Linked DNA regions of Anas platyrhynchos: all the other regions are linked to region 3. Evidence: chromatin contacts called from public Hi-C data. All regions are on one chromosome and are shown on one strand. The core of a region is the stretch at or near the end of the contact, and the rest is flanking DNA. Distances in the headings are between cores, read along the strand shown. Region 1 holds the start of GAPDH (glyceraldehyde-3-phosphate dehydrogenase). Region 2 has its middle 7.3 kb from the start of CHD4. Region 3 holds the start of PTMS (parathymosin).

Region 1 (4,190 bases), core at 175-2,674, 200 kb after region 3:
TGCCGTATCTCCCTAGCCTACACTACTATGTCTCATTTGCCCCTTAATCCATCTCCAGCCTGACATGTAGTTGCCATGGGGAGCAGCTAGAACAGAGCTAGGGGAGCCTCTTGCCCCATTGTGCTATTTCCATGAGAGGCAAGGTACACATAGTGCCCAGAGGGGGCACTCCAAGGCAACTCACCATGTAGTTCAGATCAATGAAGGGATCATTGATGGCTACCACTTGGACTTTGCCAGACAGGATGGCAGCCCTGGTGACCAGGCGCCCAATACGGCCAAATCTGGGGAGAAAAAGAGATGCAGATGAGGAGGAGCAGCAAGCAACATGCCTGACTGGGCATGGAAGAACATCCACCGCTCCCTGCCCGGAAGGGCAGGAGGGAGTCCAACAGCAGCGTCCAAAGGCCAAGGAGCCACGGTTAAAAATTAAGAGCGACCCCCAGCCGGAGCAACCCCGCCAGAAAGGTCAGGCGCTAAATTTACTGAAAGCCCCGGGGGATCCGGTTACTCCTCAGCAGGGTGGGAGAAGGTCACATTCCCGGGGCGCTGCCGACACACGATCCACCTGGCGACCTTTCCCTGGGGAGCCACCATCCCCACAGCCCGCAGTGGGGCGCGGGGGACCCCAAAATGGAGACGGGGCCGCGCCGACAGCGCCGGTCCTTCCTGGGTGACTCACCCCACGTCCCTGCAGGGAAGTGACTCAGCACCCCGCCCTCTGCGGGGCCGTTACCCGGGGTGCAGGGGTCCCCATGCAGCACCCCCAATCCCCCCCAAACCCCATCCCCAAACCTCATCCCCGCGTCCTTCAGCCGACCTTGCCCCATCCTCCTCCCCCTACCCCCCCTCTGTCCTCCATGCACATCCCCGCCCCGCCGGGCGCCTCCCGGTGCCGCAGCGCCCGGCCCTGGCGCTCACCCGTTGACTCCGACTTTCACCATCTTGTCTCGGGGGGGTGGGGGAGAGATGTTCCTGCGGGGACAAAACCAGCCGTCAGCCCTCGGGACTCCGCACCCCGCGATCCGCCGCCCCCTCAACGCCCCCCCAACCCCTATTAACGCCCCCCCACCCTATTAACGACTCCCCCCCCACCGCACGTTCTGATCCCGCCCCCAACCCCCTCCAACCCCCCCCCCTTCCCCACCGCCTCCATTTTGTGCCTTTGTGCCCCCCCACCCCCAGCCCCTCACCCTCCTCCCCATCCCCCAGCGGGGCTGCACTGTGCCCCTCCCCTCCTCCTCCTCCCTCACCCCGCTCCCCAACCCCCCCCCTCCCCCCAAAACCCACAGCCCCCCGCCCCCAAACCCAGCCCCATCCCGTTACCGGCTGCCTCCGCTCGGTGCCTGGCGCGCAGTGAGGAGGTGGCCGGGGGCCCCTCCGCCGCCCTTTATAGCCGCCGAGGCTGCGCCCCCCCCGCCCCGCTCCGCCCCGCTCGGCCGCCGCCGAATGGCAGCGCAGGGGCCGGGCCGGGGCTACGTGCGCCCAGCCGGCGGCCCCCGCAACAAAGGGACCCCCCCCCCCCAAAAAAAAAAAAAAATAGCGATGGGGGGAGGAGGAATGGGGCCAGGGTCTCCAACGCCATGTGTGGTGTGATGGGGGGGGGGAGCTGTGTGTGTGGCGGGGCGGACAAAGCCCCTCGTGGTGGTGGTGGTGGGGATAGGGACAGGGGGTTGGCACTTGGGGGCTCCCTGCACACAGCATGGGGAATGGGGGGGGGATCCTCGTGGTAGATGGGCAACAAAGGAGAGGGTTGTGCTGGGCTGCTGCCTGCTTCGCTCCCCCTGCTTGGGCACATGGCAGCAGTGGGTCCCCCAAGCCTCCCGCACCGAGGGAGAAGCAGGTCGCCATGCCTGCTCCTTGCCATCACAACATGAATAAGGATGGCTGCTAGTCCCCACTCTGAGGGCCCCCCAACCCTTTCTCTGTCCCCCCTGCGTGGTTTTAGCCAGGCCATGCTCTGAATGCGGCTGCCTGCCCAGCAGGCAGCGCGGCACACAGCGTGAGGACCATGGTAATGAGGAACTGCGGCGCTGCTGCTGCTGCTGCTACCCGCGGGACGTGACGGCGGAAATCCTGCCCATCGCCCCGGGAGAGCTTACGGCGTGCCGCCACCACCTTGGCCCGCCTTTTGCCGGCCGGCTGGGTTTGGGGTGTGTGAAAAGGGAGTGCTCCCCGCGTGACAGCCACCGTGGCCCTACTGGCACCCCACGTGCTGGAGAGGCTCTCCAAGCTGTGCCGTGCTGGCTCGGCGTGCGCCGCTGGGAAGCAACAGGGCTGGTGCAGCCCAAGCCGGGGCTCTGTGGGACAGACCCACGCTAGGCTCGAAAGCCTCCATCCCTTGGGAGGGGGGTGCCCAGGGAGCAGGCACCTGGAACATGGTGCCTGAGAGGAGATGGGGGGGCAAGGAAAAAGGTTTGGGAAGGCATGGGATGTTGGCTTGCAGATGTGGAGGGCCGAATTGGCTCAGCCAAGCAGGACTCCAGCTACGCTCGAGGGAAGAGTAGGGGGGGTGGGTGCCTAGCAAGGGGTCACACATCTCGTACGTAACCCAACTCTCCTTATACAGCTGCTATTCCCGGTGCACCGAGGGGCAGGCGGCTAAGTTTAGCCCCGGCCGAGGTTACGACCTTTTCTTAAAGGCCAGGGGGGAAGAGCTGCTGCGGGATAGCTGCAAGGGGCGCGATCCCTCGGCGGGGGGGACCCCCCCTGCATCCCCCCTGCACCCCCCCCTGCACCCCTTGCACAGCAGCCGGCCGCGGGGTCGGGGGGAGCTGCCCGGGCACCCCCAGCAGGCACGGGAGGCGCCGTGTTTGCTCAGCAAACACTCGGGCAGCCCAGCTCCCCGCGCAGGGGGGCAGAGTGCGGGCGGGATGAGCCAACGCAGCGGCCCCGTTGCCCCCGAGCGGGGCCCACGATCGATATTTCAGCCTCCTGGCAGCGGCCCCGCAGCCCCGGCCCCGGCCCCGGCCCGCTGCGTGCCGCCCGGCCCACCCGGAATGGCGGCGGGCGCCCAAAATGGCCCCGCGCCTGGGGGCCGCGCCGCCACCGGGGCTGGGGCTGGGGCTGGGGCTGGGGCCGGGGCCGTGCCGCGGGCTCTGCCGCCACCTCCCGGTGGGCGAGGAGGTGCCGTGGTCCCCCCCCCTCCCAAAAAAAAGCACAACCCTTAGGGCTGAGCGGGGTTCCTCTCGCGGGGTGCCGCTGAGCCCAGACACGGCGGTTAATTAGCTGTGTTTAATTAGCGAGTCCTCACGCGCGGGGAGCGGGCAGCAGGAGCGCCGTGCGGCTCCTCCGCACTCCCGGCCTTCAGGGCTGCAGCCGCTGCCTTGCCGTGCTCCTTCCCCTCTGGTCCCGAGCTGCTCCTCCGAAGGCTCCTTCTCCACCTGCGGACAGGCATGGCCGGTGAGCTGCCCAGCAGCCAGGCAGCGGCTGTGCCCCACGTCCCCCACGCAGCACTGCCATGTCCACCCTCATTGCGTTCACCCCACCAGCACTCAGCTCATTTTGCCCCACAACCCACCCTGGGGCCAGCTTTCCCCCCCTCACTCCGCGCCCTCCCCGCAATTCATGCCCTGAGGTCTCCCCTTACATTTGCTGACCCCTCACCGCCAGCCCGCTCACCTCCAGGTCCCTGCAGGCCTAACACCCCAAACCACTGAAGGTCCCAATCCGGTCCAGTTTCAGCCCAAAGCAGCCCCTGGGCACGGCCTTCCAGGCCCAGTCTCCAGGGAGTGCCCACTTGCGACTGGTGAGGGTCTTGCGCCAGAGCGGGGCGCGGGCAGCTCTGGCCCCAGACGGGAGGAACGGGAGGGTGGAGGAGAGCAGCTGGGGTCCCGAGCTGGATCCCTCCTCCTTTGTGTTCTCTTCTTCGGCCTGCGTGGATTCGGAGTCCAGGGGCAGCAGCTGGGAAAGGAGCATCTGGGAAGGCGGATAAACAGGGAGGGGATGGGGTGACGGCGAGGTGCCTGTGCTCCTGTTTCTCACTTATCAATCCTGGTGATAAGCCTGGCACCCCAAACCCACTGACCCACAGCCCCACACCTTCCCCCGGACTCAGACAGGACATAAAACAGTGTCTGTGCACGAAGCACCCTGTCTGTGACATTGCATCCAGACCAAGGTCACCAAGGGAAGGGCTGGAACTGCAGCTCCCGCTGTCTGAAATGATTTTGCTGCCCAAAAGAGCAGGT
Region 2 (3,833 bases), core at 620-3,119, 140 kb after region 3:
TTCAGCCAGTCAAGGCTCTTTTCTCCCTTTTCCACCCCTTCTTTTTCCAGTAACTGCTTCTATCTTAACCCACACAGCAGCTCTAGCATCACCTGTCCCCAGACTTGCTGTCCTCCTTGCGCTCCCTTGCTCCAACTCCACCCCACCTGGGCCCAGACCAGCCAGCGGAGCACATGTGCTTGCCCTGGCAGCTTGGGCAAAGCAGTGCTTGCAGAAAATGTGTGGCTTTCCCTCATAGTCCTAGACAAAATGCTTCTCTCTGCTTTTTTTTTTTTTTTTTTTTCCTTTCTTTTCTTTTTGAGTAGATTAAATGTGCAGGCTGAAGCCATATTAAAAAAAAATAATAATAAAGGTCAGATTCTGGCAGACAGCCAGAGTGGAAAATTTCAGTTCCAATCATAAAAGTTATAAGCGACTGAACACTTTACAACAGGACTGTCCAGACAGTCTAACTCCAGCTCTGCTTTTAACTTTCTTCTTGGTCTGCCTGCGGCTTGAACTTAGCACTTTGGGATCCGTCACAGTTCTGTCCCTAGCCGCTTAAGAATAACTGGCAGAAGAAAAATGTTTATCTCCTCTATGGACTGACATGGAAGGGACACAGCACTTGCTTTGCCATGGATCATGCCTTCTCAGAAGCTTTGTCTGAACTGTGAGGCAGATGGGGATGGAGAAATGAGGCTTGATGGCTAGAAACAGCTGCTTCAAATGCAAGGGCTGAAATATTTGTTTGAAAAGAGAAGGGGGCAAAGCTGAAAACTGGAGTTTTTCATAAAATGGTTTGTCCATTTTACCAATACCATAGGCATAAATCAATCAACTTAAAAGCCGTCTAAAAGTGTGGATTTTTAAAAGCAGTAGGCTAAATGTGGGTGTGTGTAAGCCTCATCAGAGACACAACGTTTTGAATCGGTGCAATTAAACGTGGTGAGTTCTTGCACTAAAGGACGAGACGCCTGCTCGTGGAGTATAATCACGGTGACAGCCCGCAGACTGGCACGGCTGGCTGCCTGGTACACCAGTGCCCCTCCTGGGTCTGCTTACAGTGCCGAGCTGTAGCTGTTACCCCTAAAGAAACATTGCTCCTGCTCCCCAGGGGAGCAGCCTGGCTCCCCGAGAGCTGCTCTGGGCACTGAAGAGGAGGAGAGGAGAGGAAGGAGGGCATGCAGAGGGGAGGAGGGAACAACTACTGGCAGGGCACGCAGGCAGGGGGTGCCCCTGTGGGGTCCCAGAATCGGCACTGGGGTCGGACCACCCGGCTTAGCTCAGGCCTCCTCCTGCGGCTCGTGTGCTGTGACACGCTGGACTTTGCACTGGAGCAGGAGCAGAGCATTACACGCATGCCCGCCAGAGCTGCGAGAGGAGCAGCTGCTGCTGCAGCAGGTCAGTAATGGATGGCCAGGGTTGCAGGAGCGCCTAACGAGCAGCGGGTTTTTGCTGAGTGAGCGTGTGCCCAAACCACAAATCCACGCAATTAAAGCCAGGCTTGAAACAGTGCAGGTTCCTCCCCTGCGCTAGGTGCGCACAGGATTTCGCTGAAGAGATGTGACGTTGATCTAAACGCGCCGTGTGCAGGTGGTACAGGTCGCACCTTGCGAACCAAAGCTCTGCGTTAGCTTGTTCGCTCAGCCTGGCATCAACCCCTTTGTCCCCTAAGCTTTTACACAAGAGAGGTGAAGGACAGCTGTCCTCCTGACGAGGGGAGACCTATTACCGGGTACCAAAGCGCACAGAAACACGAAATGCAGTGAGCAGGAGGCGTTGTCGAAGGGACTCGGTGCTCCCAGGCTCCGAGTCCAGAGCTCCTTCTCCAGGCTACGGAGCGCTGTGTTTGCTCATCCGTTTGTTCCTAGCCGGTGCCAAAGGATCACGTGGAAGCAAAACAGGCAGGCCCGACGCGTGACAGCCAGAGCAAAACGCACGGTGCTCTGCAGGCTGCACCCTGCGCCACGCCGCGCTCCCTCCCCTGCAGATGCTTTCTGCGCTAAGCGAGCTGCCACAGGGGGACTCTGTAAAGCACCGAGTTTGCCAGGGGGGCTCCCGCGGCCGCCGCCAGAAAGCCACCAGACAAAGGGACCACACCTCGATGCCTTGCGCTGCCGTGTGCCGCTGGCGGGCGGAGGGCCGTGCGCGCGCTCCTGGCCGTCCGGCTTCACCTGGAGCAGCGGCGGTGGGGTTTTGGCAGGGAGAGCAGGATCTTTCCTGCCATTCCTTGCTCTGGGTTCGAAACTCGCTGCTGCTGCTCCAGAGCCTAATCCCTGCGCTTGTTGCGCGAGGACCCGATGGGACGAGCGCAGGCACCTTGGCTGTGTTTGTGGCCCTCACCACAAAGGAAACATCTGGCTGCGCTGCCACCGCCTGTTACTGTTTCCGAGCCCAATAGATACTCGTAATCTACTGTTATTCTGGAGTCTCCATGCAGGGTGTGGGAAATGGCATTTTGTTGGCGTTTCCCTGAACGCAAACCTTTTACATTTCACTATTCCGCGCCTCTAGCTGTTCGGAGACTTTCGCTTTACCAAAACATAAACGCATTTTGCGGGTGCTGAGCTGCGCTCACACGGCCGGGGCAGCCAACGCAGCCGCCACCACCACCACGGCCACCGAGCCCTCAACCACGCTACGGCGAGGAGCCGATAGCGAACTTTAGGCACAAGGGAGGCGCGGAGGCAGAGGTGAGCAAAGCCCAGAGACGGTCATGACCGCGCCGAGGAGCGGCGTATGGAGGGCCCGTCCAAACCCGGTGCGCCCACCGCGGCACCGCGTGGGGACACAGAGCGGGTGGCTTCGGAGGGAGGGTGCCGTGATACGGGGCTGGGGACCAGGCAGCGGGGTCGTGCGGCTGCTGTTATGGGATGGCGGGGGCCCCGAGTTGGCGATGGGGAAGAGGGAAAAGAGAGAGAGAAGGGGAGGGAAGAGGGCAGGCGGTGGGTATTATGGGATGGCGAGGGCCTTGTGCGCCGGGCGGGTGGTGAGAAGGGGGGGGGGTGGGGAGGGAAAGGGAGAGCCCGCGACTATTATGGGATGGCGAGGCCTTCCGCCACCGGAGGGGGGCAGGTGGGTGGCAAGGGAGTATTATGGGATGGGCAGCCCTTCTGCGGCTGGGTGGGGGGGGGAAGTATTATGGGATGGGGGTGCCCCATGAGGCGGCGGCGGGGAGGGAGGGGGAAGCAGGAGGCTTATTATGGGATGGCAGGGCCCTCTGCAGCCAGAGCGAGCGGAGTATTATGGGATGGCACAATTCCCAGCGCGTGTGACCGGGCAGCTATTATGGGATGCCGCCGTACCTACTGCCTCCCTGGGAAATATTATGGGATGGAGGGGGAAAGAGAAGGAGAAGGAGGAGGGGGGGGGGGGGGGGGATGCTATTATGGGATGTCGGTGCAGCCCAGGGCGGGGGGGCTGCAGCCAGAGCTGCGGTTCGTGGGGTGCCCACCAGGACCCCCCCCCCCCCCCTTTATCCCGGCTCCCTCCCGATGTCCCCGTGTCCCTGTCCCGTCCCGCACAGGGCCCCTCGCCCCGGCTCCCCCTCCCCAGCCTCCCACCAAGTCGTAGCCAATAAAGCCGGCGGGAGGGTTATTATGGGATGGCTGCTCCACGGTGCGGGGGTGGGGGGGGGCGGTTGCCATGGAGCATTTCCCGTGGGTGGCTATTATGGGATGGACTCGCCTTTGTGGACTATTATGGGATGGATGTGCCCGGCGCCGCAGGGTGGGGCTGCCCAGGAGGGCTGCAGGGGGGGGGGGGACCTGGCCGGGGGGTGGGGGGCACAGCCTGGGTGCGGGGACGGGATGGGGACAAAAAACCCCACAGGGGTCGCGGACACCAAGTTG
Region 3 (4,182 bases), core at 920-3,419:
CTGTTGTCCCCCTGCCACATCAGATTTGTTGACCCATCTGCTGCCGAAGCAGCAATGAGACCTGAGGCTGATTCGAGACACTCAGCAACAGCATCCACATGGATTTCATCAGCACAGAGCTGGCAACCTCAAACTTCTCAGTGCCATTACTCTCACGCGATCACTCACCTCTTCCTCCTCTGCAGATCGTTTTTCTGCATGCCCATCCTGCTCTTGCCCATTCTCGTCTCCTTCTAAGCACAAAGAAGAGAGGAATCACGGGTTAACTGAAGTAGCATTCAAGGCAATGTAATCTCAGTCAGAGGGCGCAGAGGAGGAATTTCCCTTTGCGATCTTTCATTCCCCACAGCCTGATTACCCGCCCACATATTCTCCCTGTATTAATTATATGTACCGTCATCCTCATCGCCACCTTCCTCTTCATCCACATCCTCAGGATTCTCTTCCTCATCCTCTTCAGCTCCATTTTCCTCATCCTTAATTAAGCAAATTGGTCAGAGCCGGAATTGGCATCAGGACAACATTTCCACGAGTTCCTTGCTGCAAGCATTATCTGCACACCTCCAGCCACTTCAGACTCCGGTCTCAGGCATGCATCAAGTGGGTGACCTCTGCACTGTTATTCAGACAACATCCTTCCCACCGTCCCAGTTGCCCCATGCAGCCAGAACCCTCCTCCCACCCTGCCTCCTTTACAAAACCAGTCCCCCCAGTCCCTCCCCACCAGTACGAAGCTGTGACGCCCACCAGCTCGCACCCTGACAGGCTGCTGCTGTCCCAAACCAGCAACCCAAGCATCCCCCTGGCGTGCTCGTAATACATCCGTTATCACACTGATTTGGACTTTCACCAGTCCGTGCTTTTCCTTGCTGGTCCTCCCTCCAGCCGTATGTTCCTTACAGACCTCAGGATGCCCGAGTGGGTGCAGGACCACATCCCCTGTCACCTCCTCTCGATTCCCACTTGTCTCTGCTCTCCCCTTTGATCCTTTCCCAGCTCACGGGGCCGTGCTGACGATGCTTAGTCCTTCAAGGCTCATTCTCCACAATTACCCACCAGCTGGCTCTTCATTCACCCCCCCTTTCCTTTACGCGTTCCTCCTGCATCGCCCACGCTCCCTTGGCGTTCCAAGCTCGCAGCGACCCGGGGCTCCCGGCGCCGTGCCCAGCACCAGCCCTCACCTCCACCACCTCCTTCTTCTTCTCCTTGTGCACCGCCTTCTCCTCCACCTTCTCCTTCTTCTCCTTCATCTCCTGCACACCAACCGAGACAAAACCATCGTGGCGCGCTCAGCACCGAGCCACAAAGCCGGGAGGAGGTGGTGTTGGTGTTGCATTTTGGGTGGGTTTGGGCTTTGTGGTGTGCTCGTGGGACACGCGCGGCAGCACCCCGTGTGTGTGTGTGTGTGTGTGTGTGTGCACGGGGGGGTGCTGCGGGCGCTCTTTCCCCCAGATTCCCGCCACCACCTCCCCCCCCCACGATTCCCGCCCGCGCCAAGCCGCGCGCGCAGCCTCCCGCGCGCCCCCCGCCCCGCCCCGCCCCAGCCCCCCCATTGGCGGAGGCCCTCGCGCGCCCCCCTGCCGGCCGCCCGCGCGCGCGCAGTGGGGGGGGTGTTGGGGGGGGGGGTTCCGGAGCGCGGAGCGGGCGAGCCGCAGTCCTCGCCCGGCGCGGGCCGGGGGAGGACGCGGGGCAGGGGGGGTGCGCGCTCGGCGCGGCCTCACCTTGGCGCTCAGCTCCGCCGGCGCCTCCTCGACGCGCTTCTCCGACATGCTGGCGCTGAGGGGGGGAGGGAGGGAAGGAAGGAAGGAAGGGGGGGTTAAGGGGTGGGGGTGCGCGGTGAGGAGCGGCGAGTCCCGGCGGCGGCTCCCGAGTCCCGGTGGAGTCCCGGCTGCTTCTCCCCGCCCCGCGGGCCAAAGTACTCAAAGGGTCTGCCGCGATCGGGGGGGAGCCCGGCGGCGGAGGGGATTTATACAGCGCCGGCTGACGGGGAAAGGAGGGACCTGGCGAAGGGAGGGGAGAGGGGACGGCCGGGAGGCGGAGGAGGGACGGAGGGCGGAGGCCCGGCGGAGCGGGGCCGCCAGAACAATGCGCGGCGGGCCCCCTCCCCAGGCACCCCCCCCCGCTTCCCCTCACGGGAGCCCTCGCCGCCTGCTGCCGGCCCCTCCCCGCCCGCAGATGCCCCGGAGGTGCCAGGGCGGGGCGGGAGCGGCGCTGCCGCCTGGTCCCTCCTGGCCCCGCCCCCCCCGCCGCGCGCGTGCCGCGCTCCCGCCTGGAATTTTCCACTCGCGCCCCCCCCCCCCCCCCTCCTCCCCTCATGGTCCCTCCTCAACGGCCGGTGGGGGGGGGGGGGGGGGGGCGGGCTGCTTTTCCCGCTTGCCCATATAAGGAGGGGCGGCGGGGCGGGAGCCCCCATTGGGCTATTCAAATGAGCCGTCTGCCTGGCAACAGGGCTCCCATTGGCTGACGGGCCGCCCTGCGGTGGTTGGGGGGGGGGCGGGGTGAGGGGACGGTTGGCGCAGCGGGCTGAGGGGGTTGCGGGGAGGTGGTGCTGGGAGGGAGGCCGGCCCCGGGGCCGTGTGGAGGAGCCGCCCGCTGGGAGCCGCTCGGCCGCCCGGCGCTGCCCCCTGCTGCCCGGCCCCGGCACCGCGCCCCGCCGGCCCGGCCCCCGAGGGGCGGTGTGAGGGGGAAGAGGTGTGAGGAGGATGAGGCTGAGGTGTGGGGTGAGGCTGGTCCCAGCCTCGTTGTCTCCTCCGCAGCCACCCCTCCGAGCCACACACAGCGCGTCCTGCCCCCAAAAAAACATAACATATCCCAGACGCACACATTAACGCAGAACAAACAACAAAAACACATTAATTACTTTCTGTCCTACCTCATAAACCCTCCTAGCCAGCTTCTTGGGTCTAGCTATCCGCATCCAAGCCCTGAGACTCAGTTCAAGCACCCTCTCTCATCCCTCCTTCCCGCCACAACAACAAAAATTAATACTTTCTGGAGCTACACCCCAAAACCAGGAGCCCCCCAAATCGACGAGCTGGGCTGCCGGGTGTCAGGAGCAGCGTGACCCGTGGCTCTGCCGCTCTTTGCGCCAGCCCGGATTTTCTGCCCTTATCTCAGACACCCGCTCGCGTTTTTCACCCGTCCAGTTTTTCCCTGTATCTAGTGTTTGCCCACTTACATCCCGTGTAAACCCCTCCTCGTGCCTTGCAACACGCCCGCTTCTGCTTCAGCTCCTGCTGGTGGGGCTCTCCAGGCTGCTGGCACGCGGTTGCTTCACTCAGCTCCCGAGGGCATCCCCTCACAGCCTCACCTACCTGTGCCTTCTCTTCTCCCATCACATTTATACCGCTCCGCATCTCATCTGCTGGGTCGGTTCACGGCTTTTCTCCGCTCCTCTCTCCCGCCTGAATTTTTCGTTGTTGCGTACGCAACGATACTCAGCATGCGGCATGCAGATGCACGACCCAATCTGTGCTTCAGGTTGCTCTGCAACCTCAGCAGAGTACATTCATTCCATCCTTTTTGGAGTCTTACGCCCTTAGACAAGATGAAGGAGGTACAGAAGTCACACGATACGTAGTTGTTTGGGAATATCGACAGTATGCATGTCTGCAGCCCGGAGAACAATATGAATGTTATTTTCCCTGTACAATAAATTAAAATTTTTATGGTGCGTGCTGTTTGTGCTTTGCGTTTACATAGGTGTGTGCATCTGTACACACATTTGTGTGCCGTGGTGGTGTTTTCTCTGTCTTCACATGCACTTACTTTTGTGAGTTTATAGTATGTACGTATGTACAGTATGTATGTAATAAAAGTATGGTATTTTTCTACAGATGTGTTTTAGGTTCGCATGTATGTCTTCATACGTGGCCACGTGGCTGTTTATTTCTGCGGGCTTTCATCTGCGATAAGTATTTTTCTGCTTCTAGCTTATGCAGGGTGCATGCTCCTAAAGTAAATATTTATACATTTTGTTTTAATAGTTCTTCCTAGTCCTGTCACTGTATCGTTTCGCTGGGGGAGGGGAGTTTAGCGTTTATGCTGAAGGCTGAAGGAACTCCGAGCAAGCCCAAAACACTCTGGATATTTTAAGAGTTTTATTCTGTGAACTAACTCATGGGTGTCATATACGAACATAACTCATAAACCCCCTCCAAACTGTGTGCTGAACAACAGAGC

Evidence for each region. A called contact is a pair of places that touch in the nucleus more often than the background predicts.
Region 1: a Hi-C map of subcutaneous adipose tissue shows a contact between it and region 3, with 1.8 times the contacts expected there. The contact joins the promoter of GAPDH here to the promoter of PTMS in region 3. A contact is called at or near these places in 2 of 8 Hi-C or Micro-C datasets (skeletal muscle and subcutaneous adipose tissue).
Region 2: a contact with region 3 is called in a Hi-C map of subcutaneous adipose tissue, with 1.6 times the contacts expected there. The contact joins the enhancer-like site here to the promoter of PTMS in region 3.

What each region holds. Positions count from the first base shown.
Region 1 is chr1:82,655,427-82,659,616 of IASCAAS_PekinDuck_T2T, forward strand. It overlaps GAPDH (glyceraldehyde-3-phosphate dehydrogenase), which reads right to left and starts at 1,425. Exons shown (of 12, transcript XM_038180584.2): 1 at 1,327-1,425; 2 at 922-975; 3 at 185-284. The coding sequence starts at 944. LOC113842421 (a long non-coding RNA gene) reads left to right here and starts at 4,068. Exons shown (of 5, transcript XR_011812095.1): 1 at 4,068-4,190.
Region 2 is chr1:82,592,837-82,596,669 of IASCAAS_PekinDuck_T2T, forward strand. No RefSeq gene overlaps it. Among named protein-coding and RNA genes, the nearest start is that of CHD4, 7.3 kb to the right of the region's middle. Within about 2 kb of position 1,870, at least 2 of the 8 cell types and tissues checked have an H3K27ac peak or open chromatin away from gene starts, as enhancers often do. A contact at or near this core is called in subcutaneous adipose tissue, where this site is marked.
Region 3 is chr1:82,451,776-82,455,957 of IASCAAS_PekinDuck_T2T, forward strand. It overlaps PTMS (parathymosin), which reads right to left and starts at 2,170. Exons shown (of 5, transcript XM_027449778.3): 1 at 1,722-2,170; 2 at 1,182-1,253; 3 at 395-476; 4 at 169-233. The coding sequence starts at 1,769.